Linked DNA regions of Mus musculus: regions 1, 2 and 4 are each linked to region 3. A link is a contact called in public HiChIP or PLAC-seq, Micro-C and promoter capture Hi-C data. All regions are on one chromosome and are shown on one strand. The core of a region is the stretch at or near the end of the contact, and the rest is flanking DNA. Distances in the headings are between cores, read along the strand shown. Region 1 overlaps Mroh7 (maestro heat-like repeat family member 7). Region 2 holds the start of Cdcp2 (CUB domain containing protein 2). Region 3 holds the start of Ssbp3 (single-stranded DNA binding protein 3). Region 4 holds the start of Ttc4 (tetratricopeptide repeat domain 4).

Region 1 (3,632 bases), core at 740-3,239, 200 kb before region 3:
TCCTAACCAAATGTAACGGGACCTCTTCTGGTGTGTCTGAAGATCGCTACAGTGTATTTATATACATTAAAAAGACCCGGGCAGTGGTGGCACACACCTTTAACCCCATAATCCCAGCATTTGGGAGGTGGAGGCAGGTGGATTTCTGAGGCCAGCCTGGTCTACTGAGGGCTACACAGAGAAACCCTGTCTCAAATATAACCCCCACCCCCCAAAAAAAGACACACTGTAGCCTACTTTTCACCCACCTGTTTAAAAGACATGCATGCCTCCAGGCCAGTGGAGAAATCTCTTAGGAAACATTGCCCCACATGCTAGCAATGAGAAAGAATAGGGACCCCAGACATATCCCAGAAAGTGGGGGGCACGAAGAGAAGAGAGTTCTATTCGACAAGCACCTATGACATGGGACCCTGAGCTGATCTCTTCCCATGAACTCGTTTGAAGAATACCATTTAATATTTCAAAAAGCACTCAACCATAATCCTGTAACAGATGAGAAAATCTAGAAAAATATACAGAAGAGGTCACTCAAGCTGGGAAAGTCGAGAGCCAAAACCAGGTGTGACATGCAGGCCACTCTGCCTTCAGAGTCAGGAGAAACTAGGAAACCAGCCAAGGTTTCCTGGTTGATATAGAATCGGGACTAAGGAGAAAGAACGGCAGGAGGTTGAAGGCAGCCTGGAAACCATCTCATGAGCTCCCTGAAACCTAACCTCAGGCTGTGCTTTCACTTACAGGCTCCAGACTCTAATGTAGGACCTGGTCTTCATTAGGTCCTATGCATATTCACTGAATAAGACCATATGCCAGCCCATGGCTAGACTCAGAAAGAACAGAGAATCCTGCCTTACCCTCATGGCATTACAGTCTAGTAGGAAAGACAGACAAAGGAAGAAGACATCAGGGCCATCATACCTAGGTGCACATGGTACATTAGAAGGAGAAATCAAGGTTGGAACAATATGGGAAAGCTTAGCCAACTGAAGGACAGCTCCTGTCGTGATAGAGTTGTTGTCTAACAGGGCAGTACATGCCTGTAGTCCCAGTACCTGAGACGCTAAGTCAGGAGGATTAAAAGTCAGGGGCCAGAGCTTAAAAACAAACAAACATGAAAAACAATGGCTAGTTTGTACCTCTGCTCCTGGTTCCATGGAGATAGGAGTTTCCCATCAGCTCCTAATCCCCATCTGACCCATTCTGCCTGCCTCCAACTGCCCAGCCGTACCACCATGCTCCCCTCCCTAGCTGTGCAGTGGCTAGGGACCTGACTTGGGCATACGTTTCTGGAGATCCAGGATGGTGTAGAGGATGGTGATGCCGTCCAGAGCCTCCCGTCCGATCTCCTCATCAGGATCCCCGATTCGAAGAAGGAGCCTCCCCAGCAGAAGACCCAGTGTTGGGAAGCCCGAGGATATCTGTGAGTGTCACAATCACAGGGAGGGAGTCTATAGCTACATAGTGCAGGGCAAGAAGACCTGCCCAGCTGCAGAAGATCAACTGAGAAGTCACCGGAATGCCCCCACCCCCGAACACCCACTAAGAATGGCAGGGTCACACCCAGGAACACTCACTAAGAATGGCAGGGTCACAAGTGTGTGGTTCAACACAGAGACGTTGCTGTTCACAGCCCGAGCCCGCTCGTGGGCCTTCCCAGAGTTCATCCAGGGCCCTAGGGGCTGTGGGGACAAGGGAGAGATTCTGCTACCATTGTCTGCCAGCCCCTGCTGTCTGTGGGTAAGTCAGTAATCTGCAAGAAGCTTCCAGAAGAAGAAAGAAGGCAATTTGCCACCGTCTTCCTTCTCTTCCTGAGGATCAATGACAGGTGGGGTTTGAGCTGAGAAGGGGACTCAGAGCAAAGGAAGGGACGGGGTCAATGAAGAGAGAAGAGACATGGATAACAATGGAGAAAGGGGTGGGGCAAGAGCAGTGGCTGTAGGGGAATTGCAGACAGTGACTCAGGAAGCTGAGATAATAGGATCAAAAGTTCAAGGCAGTGCTGGGCAATTCAGTGTGACTGTGTATACAGATAAACAAGGAAAGAGGGAACAGGACTCTGCTGTGGCTCAGAGGTAGAGGGCTTGCCTCGCAGGTACAAGGGTTTGGGTCCAACCCTCAGCGTCACCAAAACTAAATAACAGCGTAAAATACAACATGGAAGCAGGGCACTGGCTCAGGATGACGCCACTCCTTCAGAGCCCACCTCCCACTTGTATGAAGCCATTTTCCTACTTCCTTCTCCCTTTCCCTGCTTGCCCCGTGTCGTCCCCACCCCCCCACCCCCCACGCCGCACCTCCAGGATGCTCTTCAGCCCAGTAGGAGTGGGGTCTTCAATAAAGAGGGCATTCAGAAGTTTCTGCAAGGAATCCAAGGTCTGGTAGTAAAGGATCTGTGGACAGGAGGACAGAGCTGCTGGGAGCTTGTTAGACACCACCGCCCTCTGCTGGCACGACTTGTAACTACAAGGGGCTGCCAGTTCCTTCCACAGCAAGGATTCTGGCCATGACTTTGGGCCCTCTCAGGCCACCAGCTTGAGAATCCAGAACCCAGACGCTATCTTATCTGTCTGTGTGGCCTCACCCCTACCTATTATACAGCACGCCTGTCAGAGTCCCTGTCCCCCCACCCTCCAGTCTTCAGTCACATCACTTATCATCCTGGCAGTTGGCATGGGTTCTGTACAGGTTCTCTGCCACCCTCTTCCAGGAAACCACGTGCTCCATCCACCCTAGGCCATGTTCCTCATCCCATACTCTTTTTGATACCCCATGGTTTATGCTTGCAGCACTGACTACTGCGGAGATTTTTGGGTACTGGGTTCTTTGATGGCATCCATCTCCTCCACCGTCACACTACTGCGAGACTACCGTAGTGACCTGGAGAGGAACATGGCTAATACCTGCTGAGAGAAAGGGTAGCCGAACAGCTGGACCCCCCCTCTCACTCAACATCCCGCTTGACCCTAGCTCTCCTTGCATCTTATACCTTAGTATCCCCTGCTGTGGTACCTCCAGGAATGATTCTGCAGAGACTTAAAGATGCTCACCAAACCCCCTTTGAGGCTCTGTTCTCCAGGTCTCTGCCCAGTTTCCCCCAGTCTTCTTCCATAGAGCACAGTCCTCAGTACTACCCTCTTATCCTGCCCACTTCCTACGGCCTTACAGCATCTATCTATATCCCTGATACAGGACAGGGCCCTCCTAAGGAAGCCATTACTGCAACAGTTCACCCTTCTGCTGAATAGCTATCAAGTATCTGTTCAGACTGTCGCAGGTGACGTGAGGTGCTCCGGGCCACTCAGCCAAGGAGTAAGGGAGACCATCTATAGAAAGCCCCCACTCACCCCTGAACCTTGTCCCTTCTGAGGATGTCCCCAAACCTAAAGCCGAACCAGGAGGGTCCAGCTCACCTGGATGACTTCGGCCTTGGACTCGTCCTTCTCCTGCATGGCCTGCACGGAGGGCAGTGAGAACACGCTCCGCACACAGGTGTTCACCAGCTCCACCCTCTCCCGCACGCTCAGGATAGGCTTGGTGTGACTGAGAGAGACAGGATGCCAGGTGTGGAGTGAGGGGGGGGGCAGAGGATGCAGCATGGGGAAGGGGACACCTGACTTAGGGAGGGTCACCCG
Region 2 (3,425 bases), core at 411-2,910, 190 kb after region 3:
ACAGCACGCCTTTGGCCCAGGCACACATGGGCCCAGAGGGAAAAGGGCACTCGTTGGCTGTGGGCCTCGGAACGGTTCAGAGCAGATATGTCTGCTGAGCATCTAAGATGTTTGAGATGAGGCAGAGGCAAAGATGAATGTCTTAGGTTTCTGTTGCTGTGATAAACACCAGACCCAAAGCAACGGCGGGGGGGGGGGGGGGGGGGGGAGGGTTGATTTCAGCTCACAGCTCACCGTCCATCGATGGAAGTCAGGGCAAGAGCCCAAGGCAGAGCTGGAGGCAGGGACTGAAGCAAGGGCCCTGGAGTCTTTTTCTCATCCTGTCTCCCTTCCCTCTCTGCAATCCTAGGATTGCTTCCCAAACACACTGCTCAGTCTAAGGTCTTCTTGTGGTAGCGCTCACCCCAGGACCTTGACACAAGCAGGGAGCTTCAGCTTGCTCCCCTGTCTCCTGTGAAACCTACTGTGTGTTGTGCTGGCTGAGAGGCTATGTGCAAGTGAACAGCACCCCAGTAAGTGCCCATTTATCACTCTGCCTGGTTTTCACTCATAAACCATCATTATTTATTATTATTATTATTATTATTATTATTATTATTATTGACAGAGTTTCTCCTCTGGCTGTCCTGGATTATTATTATTATTATTATTGACAGAGTTTCTCCTCTGGCTGTCCTGGAACTCACTCCATAGAACTCAGAGGTCTGCCTGCCTCTGTCCCGTGAGTGCAGGGACTGAAGTCACGCACCACCATCTCCCAGCCCCCCTCATTCACACAGGCAATGCTTGATAAGCAGCTTTACTTCTAAGCCTGCCCAGCAAGTTCCTTGCTTTTCCATCCTGCTCCATGGAAAAGCCAGTCTCTCTGCTCTGACCATTCCTGATGCCCTTTGCTGAACACCTTCCAGGTGGCCTCCTCTGCCAGCAGCCTAGGGCTCCCCTGGGACTGCCTGACAAAAGGACGGGCCAGAGGCGACATGTGCTCTGGCAGATGGACAGCTGGGTTCCTCTTGGGTAGATAAAAAGCGTACTTGTTGTGGTGTGGTGAGCCAGGCTGGTAAGACATCCGTTCCTGGTCTCATTTAATCCTACCGGAGAATAGCAGGCTGCAACTACCTCTTTCTGTGGAGGAAGCTGGGCCTCAGAGAGAATGTCTCACTTTCACAGACCCCTCAACCTGGCGGTAGGGCAGCCAGGACTGACTTCAAGCAATCAGAAACCACAGGCCAGGCTCTGCCCTTCCTAGGAAAGTGGGCACCTGTCCCATTTCTCATCAGTGCCCCCAGGCCTAGAACAGGCTCTGCACAAATGCAACGATTAGAAATAAGGGGGTAGGGGGCTGGGAAGAGATGGTGAAGTCATTTCCACACTCACATTGAGGACTTGAGTTTGATCCTTAGCACCTATCCACCCCAGTAAAGAATTTCAAGCATTTATTTCAGCAGTTGGGAGGTAGAGGCAGCCAGATCCCTGGGGCTCATGGATCAATTCTAGATTCAATAAGAGACTCTGTTTCAAAAATCAAGGTGGATGGTTTCTGGCAAACAGCACTCAAAGTTGGTCTTTGACCTCCACACATCTGTACCCCCCTCTCACCCACACCCACCCCCGTGGGATGGGCTGACTCAAAGGGAAAGACTCCTGGAGGAAAAACCAGATCCCATTTGCTGCTGGACACAGCTCCCCTCAGGACTCTTCTGCAGTCCCAGCTCCCAGCACAGAGCCTGGATGCAGAGCCCTGTAAATGAGTCTCGCGAACCAGTGAAGGCACGGTTCCTGCTCTGGCCACACAGCAGGCTGCGGCCCACGGCTATCACATTAGAAGACTCCCAAGTGCCGATGCTGCTGTTCCTGATGCACTCCCGTCATCAGCCGTCCACAGCTCCTTCTCCGTCCCTCTGAGCTGAGTTCTCACATTGGAAGGAAGCTTGTTCTGTCTGTCCCGAGAACCGTAGGCTCCTTTTGACTCCCTCGGGAGTGGAGAATGGGGAAAGACAGGCGTATGCGCCAGCTGAGCACTAGCTGCATACGTTAGCACGTGCAATCTCATTTCTTTTTCCCAGTAGCCCCAGAAGCAGGGCTGCATGGCTGTGCCAGCTGGATCAGAAGGCCAAGAGGGAGTGAAATGGCTTGATCAGGATCCCCTGGCCAGTGGGAAGCTGAACTGGGATAGATCTGGCCCTGGAATTTAGAGGCCCTTTCTCCACTGTCTTCTTCCAGGCCCAACCTGCTTCCCCTTCCTGATACAGGGTGGCCATTGCAGTTCTCAGTAAGTGTCAACCTGGTGACACCAGATCCGTCACCTCACTGAGGAGTGGAGGAAGCTAGGATCCGTTTACTAATTCAAGGGCCCAATGAATTATTCACACCACCATTTACTTGGAGGCCCTTCCAGCCTCACCTCTCTTTCCCCTCTCAGACCCTTGGATCCTGACCCCTGAACTCAGCCTTTGGTGCAGGGAGCCCCTGGTGAGGAGATGCTAGCTGAGCTGGGGGCCTGCCTACTGCTGGCAATGGTACTGTTGGACTCCGATCCTGGGACCCAAGCCATGGAAGGTAGGTGATCTGGCCACTCACAACGGGGCTGATGGGAGGAGGGTGCAGAGGAAGCAGGGGCTCAGGAAGCCCCAGCCAGAAAGCAGGGGCCACTTTGGAGACCCGGCTGAGTTGAATGTGTGCTGGCTCCTGAGACGTGACTTCTCCAGATGAAGGAAAACAGGGCTCGAGCGAGGGCTTAGGTACAAGGCCACACCATTGTGGCTCATGAAGGGAGTGGCTCAGAGGTGCGGAAGGTCCGCCCACCTCGGGAAGGACCCTCTGAGATCTGGGAGCCCGCCCGCGCCTCCTGCTGCAGCCCGCGGTGCCAGCTTCCTCGCGGTGCCATTTGGTGCCTCTGGTGCTCTGGCTCCAGTGTGTCTGTGTCCTTGCTGGGAACCACGAGGTTCTCTTTCTAAGAATGCCTTGTCCTGCTGTCCCTCTGCCTGGGAAAAAGTTTTTCCTGAAGTTTCTTAGAAGGATTCTGTTTCTCTCTCTCTCTTTTTTTTTTTTTAAAGATTTATTTATTTATTATATGTAAGTACACTGTAGCTGTCTTCAGACACTCCAGAAGAGGGCGTCAGATCTTGTTACAGATGGTTGTGAGCCACCATGTGGTTGCTGGGATTTGAACTCCTGACCTTCGGGAGAGCATTCGGGTGCTCTTACCCACTGAGCCATCTCACCAGCCCTGTTTCTCTTTAAAATAAGTTTCCAATTACATTTATTGTGTGTGCAGGGGGCGTGGGCAGAGGGCGCATGCACACGGGCATTCTGCATCCACGGGGGTCAGAGGGCACGCAGTGGGTCAGAGGGCACGCAGTGGGAGCTGCTTCTCTCCTTCCACCACGTGTGTGTGGGGGTGGGGGGTGGGGAATTAAATTCAGGTG
Region 3 (3,213 bases), core at 107-2,606:
TCTTCGGCAGGGCAAAAAAAGCAAACTTTAATGGTAGGGAATTATTGTTTATTTTGTTGAAATCTAGTTCTGAGTTTTCCTACTTAAAACGTGTTTTCCCCAGGACACTGACCTATCCTTTAATTGTTTGGTGTGAGGCATGTTAGGGGGAGGGGCGTTACTTGTTTATTGGAACAGCGCAGTTAAAAAAAAAAAAAATCAACCTAGGCTAACAGTTTCAAGGCTCCCCTAAAGATGTATCCAAACAGGCAGCCAATCAGCGCTTACACAGCTTTTCTGCTTGACTCTTTTAAAGAGACAGTGCCGACAATGTTTTATCACATTTAAAGAGAACCGCGCTCTAAAAACAGTATGAAAATGGGGAGCCATCCCTTATCTCACCAGTTTTTGATTTGGAGACTCCAATGAGAATACACTGCAGGTTTTTGGGTTCCTCGAGTGGACAGAAAGGAGTCGTGAGCAAAAAGCTTGGTCACTCTGCCAACCCCCCATTTCCCATTGTACACCTGGGTCATTGACAATGGAAGCTTCCCCTCCCCCCACGCCCGACTCTGGTCCCCTACTCTCCAATTTAGCTCCATTTATTTGAAGTTTGAGATTTCTGCGGCGCGCATTCCGAGTCGCGAGGCGTCCAGGTGACGTCCCTCATCCAAACGGAACCCTTTCCCGTGGAAAGGCGAGAGGCTAACTTGCCAGGGCTAGCAAACCTCAGAAATTTGAGAGAAATCAACTCTCTTTCCCTCTAGTCCAAGACCTCTTTTCCCTCCTACAGCTTGCCTGGAGCACGCCAAGGGCCATTTTCGCGCGGCTCCACTTTGGGGTTTCCCAAAGTATTTTAACGATCTAGTAAAGAAGCAGCCGCGCGCTTTGGCGCCAGCTTCGGCCGCCCAGCTCCGCGTGCAGCCCTGGCCGGGGCTCGGGAGGCAGGGCTGGGCACAGGCAGCCCGGGGTGGGGCGGAGAGGGGAGCAGGGCCGGCCGGGGTCCTGGCCCGCTGAGGGTACGCTCAGCACGGGGAGGCGGGGGCGCTGGGGGCTAGGCCGACGCGGAAAGGGGCGCGCCGGGCCAGCCGGGGTCCGCGCCTGCTGTCGCAGCGCCCAGTCCCCGCCGCGCCGGCCGGGTGCTCCAGTCCACGCCCGAGCCCCTCGAGTCACCGCCCCACCCCAACGCCAAGGCTCGCCCCCCGCTCCCCCGGCCGGGGCACGAGCGGGCAGCGGCTCGCGGAGGAGGCGCAGCGGGACTGGCGCGGCCGTGCTGACAGGCGTCCCTCTCGGCCTCCAGGCCCGCCCCCGCGCGCCGATTGGCCGCCGCGGCCGTCCGTCGCGGGGCGTGGACGCCCGCCGCGCTCCTGCCGGGGCAGCCACGTTCGGTTGAGCTCCAAGTAGACCAGCGGCGGCGGCGGCGGCAGCGGCAGCGGTGCTGAAGGCGCAGAGGGCGGCGCAGGCGGAGCCGGGCGGCGGGCGCGCGGGCCGCGAGCAAGCGAGCTGCAGGCTTCGGGCGGGCGGCGGCGCAGCTCAGGCCGAGCCGGCGCGGGAGGAGTTCCAGGGCGATGGGGCCGCGGCCGGGGCTGACGCTTTGACAGCTGGAAAGAGCGCGGAGCCTGCGCCTGGGAGGGAGGGAGCGCGGCGAGCGGAGTGCGAGCGAGCGGGCGAGCGCCGGGAGGGGGCCGGGAGCAGGGCAGCTCGGGAGACCGGACGGTAGCGGCGGCGGCGGCGGCGGGCTCGGCGCCCTCTTCTCTGCAAGCCATGTTTGCCAAAGGCAAAGGCTCGGCGGTGCCCTCGGACGGGCAGGCTCGGGAAAAGTAAGCCTCTCGCGAGTGGGGCCGCGCCGCGGGTGGCGGGAGGCAGGTGGGCGCGGGGGTCGCGCCGCCTGGTGCCCCTGGGGCCCGGGTCTCTGCCCCGCGGCGGCGGCGGTGGCGTGGAGAGCCCATTGTTGGGCGCCGGCGGAGGCTGGGGCACCCTGAAGGGGCGGCAGGGCAGCGGTGGGCGAGGGTAGTTGGTAGGCGCGGGGCAGAGCGGGCGCGGGGGTCCGCGACGAGGGTGGGCGAGGTCCCACTCGGAGCCGGTGCGCTCGGCCCGCTGGGCGCGGGGCCCTTACTTTGCCCACCGAGTGCGGGCAGGGGGCGCGTGGCTTTCTGCAGCCCCGAAGGCTCCTTTTGTCCGCCCGCGGCGTGAGGAGTGCGTGCCGGGGGCTTTGTTCGCCCGGGAGCGCTCTCCCTACCCAGCCAGCGGCCTCCCCGTCAGCCCGGTGCGCTCCGGGGCGTCCGGGCTGGGCTGGGCTGGGCTGGCGGCGCCGGCCCGGCCCCAGGCTTGGGGGACAGTTGTTTGAGGGGGAGATGCTGAGGGCGGCGCTTTGCTGCCCTCTCCAGAGCGCGCCAAGTACCCGGACTGGGACCGAGTCCGTTCGGACCCCAAAGCTGGGCTAAAGCAGGGAGCTGAAGTGGGCTGGGAAAAGGAGGGTGGCTCAGGCAGGGCTCTTGTAAGGGGCTTGCGAGTTTGCGAGACCTAGGTGGGTTTAGTCCCAGTGCCACTTGGAAGTTCAAGTTTGGGGACCGGTCTCCGGCTCCCGCGGCTTGGTGCAGCTTGTCTGTGGTACCCACCCACTAGCTGTTCTGTCTGGGGTGATAGGTACTCACCTCTTGTCGTGGCCACAATGGGATGGCACAGACCGGGCTCACAGTCACTGGCAGGGTCCAGAGCGAGCCTTAATGTGATCTGACCTCTCTCTCTCTCTCTCTCTCTCTCTCTCTCTCTCTCTCTCTCTCTCTCTCCTCTCACTCCTCACTTTCCAGGTTAGCTTTATACGTCTACGAATATTTACTGCACGTAGGAGCACAGAAATCTGCACAGACCTTCTTATCAGAGGTGAGTGGGACTCCTTCTCTTTCCCTAGCATCCAGTTTCTTGACACCCCCTCCTCCCCACTATTCTTAGAGCCTTTGTTTTCAGGAGCAGCCACTGTGGCCACCATTTTGAATTTTTATCACCTTTTGGCATTTATTGTTAGTTGGTCTTCACAGCCTTTTGGCTGGGGAAGGCCCTGCGTCCCCCTCCTTTCTGCCCCTCTAAGCTGCCTCCGCTCCCTCTTTTCTAGATTCGATGGGAAAAAAACATCACACTGGGTGAACCGCCTGGGTTCCTGCACTCGTGGTGGTGGTAAGTTTGTGTGATAGTTTTGTGTGTGTGTTTTGTTTTGAGGTCCGGGTCCAAGTGAAC
Region 4 (3,227 bases), core at 469-2,968, 230 kb before region 3:
AGGAAGAAAAATCCAAATTAATGGTATGATAAAATTGGCATCAATATAGAACACAAGGCCATGCAAACTTAATGCCATAACCACTTCCAAAAAATTATGAGGTAATGTTACTAAGTGCTTTTTAATTTCTGGTTTGGTTTGGTTTTTGGTTGGTGTTTATATGTTTGTTTGTTTGTTTGTTTGTTTTTGAGACAGGGTTTCTCTGTAGCCCTGGCTGTCTTGGAAATCGCTCTGTATACCAGGCTGGCCTTGCACTCAGAGATCTGCCTGCCTGCTTGCCTGCTTGCCTGCCTGCCTGCCTGCCTGCCTGCCTGCCTGGGGTCAAAGGCATGCATGGCCACCATCCAGCTATAAGTGCTGTTTTAAAAAGGGGAATTAAAGATGGTCTAGAGAAATGGCTAAACAGGTAAAGGCACTGGCCCCTAAGCTTGACAACCTGAGCTTGACCTGAGGAACATGTGAAATGGTAAGAAAGAATCCACCTCACAAGGCTAGCCACTGATCTCTGTAAGTATGTACACACGTATACACACACACAAACAGTTTTACGAAGGGGGGATATAGCTCACTTACCCAGCATATGTGAGATTCTGGGTTCAATTTCCAGATACACATACACACACACACATTTATCTCAGTTTTTGAAGGACTTTAATTTCTATTGAGAAAATTACACTGCTCCTTTTCTTACATTGTGTCATTCACTGAAAAGCAATCCCCCTCCTCTCTCTGGTACTACAGTAGTGGTGGACCTCGTGGCACTCATCACACACCCTTCCTGATTTGTTAGGGCAATCAGGCTTTTCATCCAAGTCAGGCCTCTGGGGCTTGGAACTGTACACATTTACTTAGAAGGCATCCAAAGGAGAATGTGTGGAGTCAACACTGACATGTTAGCCATAATACTTTCGCTCAACTCAACAAGGACACAAAAGAAGTGCTGGGTGACAGTAAGATACCTTCTGGATATCGATCATCATCAAAAATCATCGACTGGAGGCAGGCCAAGTCAGGAAACTCCTCGGGGTCAATTTCTGATGGCGCTTTTTTCATAAATAGGGGAATCTTGTCAAATTCCTAGAATTTAAAAGAACAATTAGCGTTGTCTACTGATTAGATCCAATCCCAGGACACGACATCATAAAGTTTTTTCCTCGCTGAGCATGATATGCAAATCCTAAGGATTGGCTGGAGCTAGACATCCAGTTTCTCAGGTGTTAAATGTGGGATCCTGATTTCCAACGCTCTCCATGGGTGGTAGCAATCACCTTCAACTAGGCGCTGTCGCGTTCCTGACCACCTTCACCATCTCCTTTCAAGTTTACCCTAACCTGGGTGCTGCAGTAAAACAACTAAGGGACCCCTGGTAGTAGAGCCTGGTGGTGGTGTGTGACAGGACTGCCTGCAAAACCCCCGTGGTCTTAAACGCAGTCAACTTATACGCAAAACCTCGAGGCGGACGGTTTCTACCAGTGACCAAGCCTCGAGGACCAAGCTCCTACCCCAGAAGCCCCCGGCGCCGCCCACCTCCTCCCACTGATCCTCGCGGAAGCCGCCGCGGTAAGGCTGGCTCTGAAACTTTTCCAGGAACGCGTCCATGGAAGCGTCCTCTGTAGGCTCAGGCTCAGAACTCTCCATGGCAGCTCGCAACTTCGGCGCTTCAGTCCCGGGACCAAGAAACGCGCCGCTCCTTCCGGCGGCAGGGATGCCCTTCCTTTTGCAGTCCGGGCTGCGCGAGGCTATGCCTCTCGGGTTCCGCCGGCCTGGGGGCGTGGCCTGCCTGGAGGTGTGGCCTGACTCCGCGCTTTCCCTCTCGCCCAGCCCCACCCATCCATTGCAGAGTTTGCCTGGCCTCTAGTCTCCTCGCTTTGGGGCGTGGTTAGGTTAACTCCCTTTTGTATCTAAACTCTTCATCTCCACTCTCCAACCCTGATGCTTTTATGTCTTTTCTATAAATGTTCTCAAAAGATGACTTCGTAGCCAGGCCACATGATATTTGTCTGTAATCCTAGCACTTAGGTTTAATAGGAGAACCATAAGTTCAAGACCAGTCTAGACTATATAGCAAGACCCTATTTCAAACAAAACAAAACTTTTGAGCATACAAATACTTTTTTTTTCTTCACGCAGCACAAGGTTTGAGGTCCCCATACACCCCTACAACCTATAACTACATGTGAAACTCCATGTGGCTTACCCTACAAGGATGGGTGCCCAGCCTGCCTGCTCACCTCATGGATACTACAACAACAGAGGTCTTCACAGATACCCCCATAGGCCCATGGGAAAATTACCCCGAGATGTATGCCCACAGGTAGAATCCTTGGGCTGTGATTATTGACACATTCACCACTACTGACTAGTAACAGGTTCTTGTTCAGTACAGCTGCATTGATCTTTCGCCCCACCAGCCTTGCCCCGGGGTCCCTACATCCCACGAAGAGTTTTCTGAAGTTGACATCTGCTCATATATCTCTCTTCTCAGCACCCCCACCATGCCTCCCCACTGCCCCTACCTCCTCAGCAGTCTCCATGGCCTTAGGACCTGGCCCTTGCATCTCTCCTCTTTTTCCAGGTTCCCTCTCACTGGGACTTTGAAGAGGGTCCCATGTACCTGAGGGTACCTTTGCACCCACAGATGACCAGATGTGGTCATCTTTCCAAACCTCCTTGAGAAGTCTCTTGTCTGGCAAGTCATTCCAGCGGACACACACAACCTCTGGATACCACAGTCCCCATGCTTCCCGCTGAGCTCATCTCTGAAAAATTTCAACCCGGGAACCATTTGGATGTGGGGGCTGTCCTGCCTGTAATGTCCTGTAAGGCATTTAACAGTGTGCCTGACACCCGCTCTTTACCCAACAGCTGTTAGTAACATTGACACTGTCAGGTGGCAACACCAAATATGTCTCTGGATATTTTTGCATTAGTGTTAGGCAAACCGGATGACGAGTCAAGGGTGAGACTCGGCGACCAGGGTTCCCGAATATGCATGACGTCATAGGTGGGAAGTCGCCTCACTCCCTTTCCCCAAGAGCCACCCAAATCATCACCCTTCTGCTCTTATCACCAGGGAAGGGAAAACTGAGATGTCCAGGTGACCCCCTGAGTGGCTTTGGTCAACGCACTTAACTACTCTGAGCCTCAGTCTCCCGTTATATAAAGTGAACAAAACAGACCGCACGCATCTGTAAATGTGAAGTGAATCAGCACAAGGGGGCCATGCT

Evidence for each region. Promoter capture Hi-C pulls out the DNA fragments that hold promoters and counts their contacts. A called contact is a pair of places that touch in the nucleus more often than the background predicts. HiChIP or PLAC-seq counts read pairs in DNA pulled down with a chosen protein or histone mark.
Region 1: a contact with region 3 is called in a promoter capture Hi-C map of hippocampal neurons, with 4 times the contacts expected there. The contact joins the enhancer-like site here to the promoter of Ssbp3 in region 3. A contact is called at or near these places in 1 of 39 promoter capture datasets (hippocampal neurons), 1 of 484 Hi-C or Micro-C datasets (cerebellum), 2 of 115 datasets of contacts at active chromatin or transcription factors (embryonic limb bud and pancreatic cancer cells) and 1 of 9 other capture datasets (liver).
Region 2: an H3K4me3 HiChIP or PLAC-seq map of embryonic forebrain shows a contact between it and region 3, with 3 times the contacts expected there. The contact joins the promoter of Cdcp2 here to the promoter of Ssbp3 in region 3. A contact is called at or near these places in 13 of 39 promoter capture datasets (the 3T3-L1 cell line, the C10 cell line, the HPC-7 cell line and 9 more), 3 of 484 Hi-C or Micro-C datasets (embryonic stem cells, epidermal suprabasal cells and stem cell-derived neural progenitor cells), 15 of 115 datasets of contacts at active chromatin or transcription factors (bone marrow-derived macrophages, craniofacial prominence, differentiating embryonic stem cells and 10 more) and 4 of 9 other capture datasets (adipose tissue, embryonic stem cells, liver and 1 more).
Region 4: a Micro-C map of embryonic stem cells shows a contact between it and region 3, with 3 times the contacts expected there. The contact joins the promoter of Ttc4 here to the promoter of Ssbp3 in region 3. A contact is called at or near these places in 2 of 39 promoter capture datasets (erythroid cells and liver), 3 of 484 Hi-C or Micro-C datasets (embryonic stem cells and muscle stem cells), 1 of 115 datasets of contacts at active chromatin or transcription factors (memory CD8 T cells) and 1 of 9 other capture datasets (pancreatic islet).

The regions. Positions count from the first base shown.
Region 1 is chr4:106,706,177-106,709,808 of GRCm38.p6, forward strand. It overlaps Mroh7 (maestro heat-like repeat family member 7), which reads right to left. Exons shown (of 24, transcript NM_001126487.1): 7 at 3,411-3,540; 8 at 2,295-2,390; 9 at 1,575-1,679; 10 at 1,283-1,418. Among named protein-coding and RNA genes, the nearest start is that of Mroh7, 20 kb to the right of the region's middle. Within about 2 kb of position 1,990, at least 49 of the 459 cell types and tissues checked have an H3K27ac peak or open chromatin away from gene starts, as enhancers often do. A contact at or near this core is called in hippocampal neurons and liver, where this site is marked.
Region 2 is chr4:107,095,231-107,098,655 of GRCm38.p6, forward strand. It overlaps Cdcp2 (CUB domain containing protein 2), which reads left to right and starts at 1,661. Exons shown (of 4, transcript NM_172873.3): 1 at 1,661-2,556. The coding sequence starts at 2,478.
Region 3 is chr4:106,910,114-106,913,326 of GRCm38.p6, forward strand. It overlaps Ssbp3 (single-stranded DNA binding protein 3), which reads left to right and starts at 1,357. Exons shown (of 18, transcript NM_023672.2): 1 at 1,357-1,799; 2 at 2,790-2,862; 3 at 3,092-3,153. The coding sequence starts at 1,744.
Region 4 is chr4:106,677,226-106,680,452 of GRCm38.p6, forward strand. It overlaps Ttc4 (tetratricopeptide repeat domain 4), which reads right to left and starts at 1,719. Exons shown (of 10, transcript NM_028209.2): 1 at 1,528-1,719; 2 at 960-1,077. The coding sequence starts at 1,638. It overlaps Mroh7 (maestro heat-like repeat family member 7), which reads right to left. Exons shown (of 24, transcript NM_001126487.1): 24 at 3,192-3,227.